Regions from separate parts of the Pan troglodytes genome. Here region 1 is linked to region 2. The links are chromatin contacts, called in public HiChIP or PLAC-seq maps. All regions are on one chromosome and are shown on one strand. The core of a region is the stretch at or near the end of the contact, and the rest is flanking DNA. Distances in the headings are between cores, read along the strand shown.

Region 1 (2,700 bases), core at 2-2,501, 67 kb before region 2:
CTCCCTGGCTCCATCGCCCCACGTATGGCCATGCAGGATGTAGACAGCTGAAAATCTTTACCTCGTGTCCTTGATCCCTATGCCTGCTGTGTTCCCTGACTTCTCTGATTAATAATAAAATTCCATTCATCCTTCAAGGCCCAGATCCAAACCATTTAGGAAACCTCCTTCCATTCTTTAGCAGGAATTAATTGCTCCCTTGTCTGACGTCCCACAGCACTAATCACACTCTGACTTGTATCTCAGCTAGCTGTTTATGCCAGTCTGCCCACCAACGTAGTGAGTTCCCTGAGGGCAGAGGCTCTGTCTTAGTCACCTCTGTAGCCATCTCCTGGTGTTTAGCAGGTACTCAATGTGACATTTACTTGACTAGTGGGTGGTGCCTAGTACTACTCATGGCAGAATAGAAGGAAAACAAAAATAATAACAACTTATGCTCTATCACGTTTTCCCATTCATTAACTGATTTCAGCTTTGCAACAACTCTATGAGACAGACGGGACAGGCACTATTAGACCCATTTTACAGATAGGGTAGCTAAGGCCCAATGGCACACAGCTTGTTAAGTAATGGGGACTAAGTCCCAATCTTGCCCCCTTACTTCGGATTCTGTGCTAGGAATGGAATTAAACCAAGAGTATTTTGAAGCTATAATGGAAAGCGCTTTTCTGGGTGGACTAGGGAGAGATACTTAGTCAGCTGTCAGGGGTTAACAGCAGCTCCATCAAAGAGGGCACAGGATTTCTCTCTCTGGCCCAAGCAGCTGGAGGGGTCCACAGCACCATCCTATAGCCCTGGAAGCTGGAGGAAACCCCAGCCCGAGAAAGAAGAGAAGGTGTTCGAGTCAGGTGGGTAAGATGACGTAAATGATGACTTGTGAGCAGCGGCCTGCCTCTGTTGCCATGACAACCGGAGCTTGACTACTTGGCCTTTGCAAGGTTGGCCGAGGCGGGTTCTTCGTTAACTCGAGATTAAGGAAGGATATTTAGGGGGGAGGGTGTGTGTGTGTGCGGCGGATTAAAGACGAAAGGAGTATATTCAACAATGACTGTTTAGCTCAGTGGTTCTCCACCTTGGCAACCCGTTAGAATCACCTGCAACAATTTCCTGATGCCTAGGCTGCACCCCAGAATTAAATTATAATTTCCAGGGGTGGGAACCAGGCATCATAGTATTTAAATCTTGCCAGGTGATTCCAATTGCAGCTAAAGTTGCAAACCCAGCTTTTAGCTGGTAAGCGGAATTCCTGTGACCTTCCTAAGATGGCGGCCACTCAACCGCTTCCGCCTTTACGTGGGCCGGCAGGGGGCGGGCTTCCCAGGGGCGCATGCGTCTCGCATCTCTCCGCTCCCTGCTCTCTCCTCCTTTTTCCCCCGCCTCCATTTTGTTCGCGGACGCTGGGGACGGTGGGAGCAGATTCATTTCCGGGTTGGCAAAAGGGGCGGCGGCGGCGGCGGCGGCGGCGGCGACGAGAAAGAGAGCTTGCCGGGGGGCGAGCAGGACAGGACGAAGCCGGAGTGTAGGCGGCAGAGGATTCGCTCCCAGAGCAGCTGCGGCCAGGTCGGAAAGAGGCCGGGGCGGCTGGGTCAGTCGCTGAAATGACCTGCGGACCTGAGTGGGAGGGAAAGTCGCGGGGAGGGGGGCTCGGGGCGGGGCTTGAGAAGAGGGGGGCATTAGAGGAGGGGCCGGAGGGGGAGAGGGGTCTTGCGGGTGGGGCCTGAGGGGCGGGGGGCCGGGGGACTGTATCGGAAGAACCTGGAGGAGAGAGGGCGTGGGGAATCTGGGGAGGAGTGGTCGAATATTGGTATGGGGCGAGCGTGGACTGGAAAAATGGGGAGGAAGGTTTTTGAGAGACAGGCAATAAGGGCTCCTGAAGGGTTGGGTGAGTTAAGGCGGCAACTCGGTGTGAGGAACGAGGTAATCGTGCGCAAAAAGGGAGACGGGAACGGAGGACCTGTTGGGAACGGCTAATTAGCAGGATGCTGTGGGTGAGGAGTCCAGTGTGACATTTTGGGGATTGAGTTAGGTGAAAGCTAGTGTTTGGGAAGATGGCTCGGGAAACTGCTTACACTAGAGGGAATCTTGAGAGCGTTCTTTGAAAAGGAATCAGAATTTAGTTAAAGGTTGGATTGAGAATGTGAAGATGCGCATTGGAACGTCTGGAGTTGAGGGTTCATGTTGAAGTGGTGTGAAGTGAGGGAAGATGGAATTTTTTTTTGTTTGTTTTAAAGGTGGGGTCTGGCTATGTTGCTCAGACTAGTCTTGAACTCCTGGGCTCAAGCGATCTTCCCACCTTGGACTCCCAGAGTGCTGGGATTACAGGTGTGAGCCACTGCACCCGGCCAAGATGGAAATGTTAAAGTGTTCAGCATGGCAGTGTGTATGGTCGAGTTTTTGATCAGGAAGGAAAGTTCTTAAAAATAGCATTGAGGCAAGGAACTGATATGTGATGGAATTCTTTTTTCTTTTTTTTTCTTTTAAGAGACGTGGTCTCACTCTGTCGCCCGGGCTGGAGTGCAGTGGCATGATCATGGCTCCTTAAAGCCTCGACCTCCCGGGCTGAAGTGGTCCTTCCACCTAAGCCCCGCCAATAGCTGGGACCACAGGTGTGACCACTACTCCCGCCTAACGTGTGTGTGTACATATATATATATATTTTTGTTGTTGTTGTTGGAGACAGAGTCTTGCCCTGTTGTTCAG
Region 2 (2,700 bases), core at 13-2,512:
TTCCATTGTGTGGTAACTTTCTCCATTCATGGCAGCCCATTCTCTTCACTTTTGTAGTTTTCAGCTGCTAAAAAGCCTTCACGAAATGTACTCCACCATCTCTTCCTGTTTAGAACCTGAATCTGTCTAATCATCCCCCTATGATAAAGTGGTCAAGAGTTTGATTTTCTGTCAGAGTTCAGAGTTCAAATTCTAGCTCTTCCACTTACTAGTTGTGTGACCTTGGGCAAGTTTACTCAACTCCCCTCTACTGTAGTTCCCTCATTTGTAAAGTGAAATAACACCAGGTTCATGGGGGTGCTTGTGAAGATTAATAAGGTGATGTAGGTAAAATACTGAGCACAGCCCCTGGCATACACTTAAGCACTCAATATTGGCTCTCTTCATGAACTAGGTACCAATTCACTGATGATCGTAATATTGTTGCTTCCCTCTTTCTAGGCTTTATGGCTCTATTTTGCTTGTTACTGAGGGGTAAAAGATAAATGTTTACCATCACCTAGAATTGGGTTCTGGCCTCTAAAGGAACCTGAGGCTTAGATGAATTATTGGCTTTGGAAGCTGGCCTTCAAATTACTGCGCTAATTTATACTTTTCATTAAAAACTCAGCTTGCCTCTTCTATATAGCTGTCTTCCCTGGCCCTGAAACCCTAGTGTTTCGCCATAAAAGATTTTAAAATTAAGGGGTCATAATTCCCTCCCCATGATGTGTGGATTAATGGTAAGAAGATGCACAGAACATAATATTCTTACGTTGAACGAAATAAAAGCAAAGAGTTGGCTCTGTTTCTCACCTTTGAAGCACAAATCAAGAGATACTATGATGAAGCATAGTTTTTCTTTATGTAGGTGTGTAGAACTTTACCATAAAAATCACTAGTTCAGCCATCAGGAGATCTGGATCCTAGGCTCTTCACTGTCACCAAGATGCTGTGACCTCTAACCTTGTATACAGGTTTGCTTTGTACTTTGCGAGGTTGAGCATTAGGTAAGGAAAGTGCCTAGCATCATACCTGGCGCACAGAACCCAAAACGGTAGGTATCATGTAGCAGTTCTGAAAATCTAGCCCATCAGGATGATGCAAATGGGTACTTTAGGCAGTGAGAAGGGGAACCACATCTTGACACTTCCAGTCGAAGGAAGAGTGCGACTGCGCGGCAGCAAAGACTACGCCTCCCAGCGTGCTTTGCGGCGGGCCGGCCCGCTTTACCCAGAGTCGCCCTGCCGCAATCGCGCGTCTTTCCACCGAGGCCCCGGATGTAGATTCCCTACCCCGTTCAGTGGTCGTGGCCTCACAGCGACTCTAAGACTTGGGGCTCTCTCATTGGCTGTAACTCTTCCACTGGATTGGTAGCAAAAAAAGAGGCGGTGCCCAAGGCGAAAGGCTCTGTGACTACAGCCAATCAGAATCGAGGCCGGGCTTTGGCGGGAGGTGGGAACGCTGTGGCCATTCGGATTTGGCGCGAGCGCGGCTGGAGTTTGCTGCTGCCGCTGTGCAGTTTGTTCAGGGGCTTGTGGTGGTGAGTCCGAGAGGCTGCGTGTGAGAGACGTGAGAAGGATCCTGCACTGAGGTGGAAAGAAGAGGATTGCTCGAGGAGGCCTGGGGTCTGTGAGGCAGCGGAGCTGGGTGAAGGCTGCGGGTTCCGGCGAGGCCTGAGGTGAAGTGAAGGGAAAAGAGCTGAGCTCGCTGGAGGTCTGAGGTCGGGATCAGGGAAAGGGCAGGTGCCCTCGGGGTAGTTCTAGCAGTTATGCCTGGTGTGAAGGAGGTGAAAGTTGTAGGAAGGAAATATTCTGGGGTGCGTTGAGAGCTGCCTAGAATGAGGACTGAGTGCAGGGGCGGAAAGACCTGAGGGAAGACTGAGCTGCAGTGTGAGGGCTTGGGATAGAAGAGACTAAATGTGGCGGGTGCTGGGCTGAACTGGTGATAAAGACACCCCGCGTGCCTGGAGGGAGGAAACTAGAAGTTCTATATAAATCAATTCATGTAACTTTTTTTTTTTTTGAGACGGAGTCTCGCTCTTGTCGCCCAGGCTGTAGTGCAGTGGCGCGATCTCGGCTCACTGCAACCTCTGCCTGCCGGGTTCAAGCCATTCTCCTGCCTCAGCCTCTTCATGTAGCTGGGACTACAGGCGCCCGCCACCACGTCCGGCTAATTTTTTTTTTTTTTTTTTTTTTTTTGAGACGGAGTCTCGCTCGGTCTCCCAGGCTGGAGTGCAGTGGCGCGATCTCGGCTCACTGCAAGCTCCGCCTCCCGGGTTCACGCCATTCTCCTGCCTCAGCCTCCCGAGTAGCTGGGACTACAGGCGCCCACCACCACGCCCCGCTAATTTTTTGCATTTTTAGTAGAGACGGGGTTTCACCGTGTTAGCCAGGATGGTCTCGGCCTCCCAAAGTGTTGGGATTACAGGCGTGAGCCACCGCGTTTGGCCGTAATTTTTGTACTTTTAGTAGAGACGGGGCTTCTCCATGTTGGTCAGGCTGGTCTCGAACTCCTGACCTCAGGTGATCCGCCCGCCTCAGCCTCCCAAAGTGCTGGGATTACAGGCATGGGCCACCGCGCCCGGCCCATTTCAGGTAACTTGTTATTGCATCGCTCAATTGGTTAAGAACTTGGGCTCTGGCACCAGATGCCCGGGGTTATTCCTGTTTTTCTGTGACTTTGGGCCACTGTTTATCTCAGTTTTCTCATGTGTAAAAT

The links. HiChIP or PLAC-seq counts read pairs in DNA pulled down with a chosen protein or histone mark.
Region 1: an H3K4me3 HiChIP or PLAC-seq map of stem cell-derived excitatory neurons shows a contact between it and region 2, with 5 times the contacts expected there. The contact joins the promoter of WIPF2 here to the promoter of CDC6 in region 2. A contact is called at or near these places in 1 of 7 Hi-C or Micro-C datasets (stem cell-derived neural progenitor cells) and 1 of 1 datasets of contacts at active chromatin or transcription factors (stem cell-derived excitatory neurons).

What each region holds. Positions count from the first base shown.
Region 1 is chr19:27,885,288-27,887,987 of NHGRI_mPanTro3-v2.0_pri, reverse strand. It overlaps WIPF2 (WAS/WASL interacting protein family member 2), which reads left to right and starts at 1,251. Exons shown (of 8, transcript XM_016931854.4): 1 at 1,251-1,560.
Region 2 is chr19:27,817,831-27,820,530 of NHGRI_mPanTro3-v2.0_pri, reverse strand. CDC6 (cell division cycle 6) reads left to right here and starts at 1,262. Exons shown (of 12, transcript XM_009432229.4): 1 at 1,262-1,702.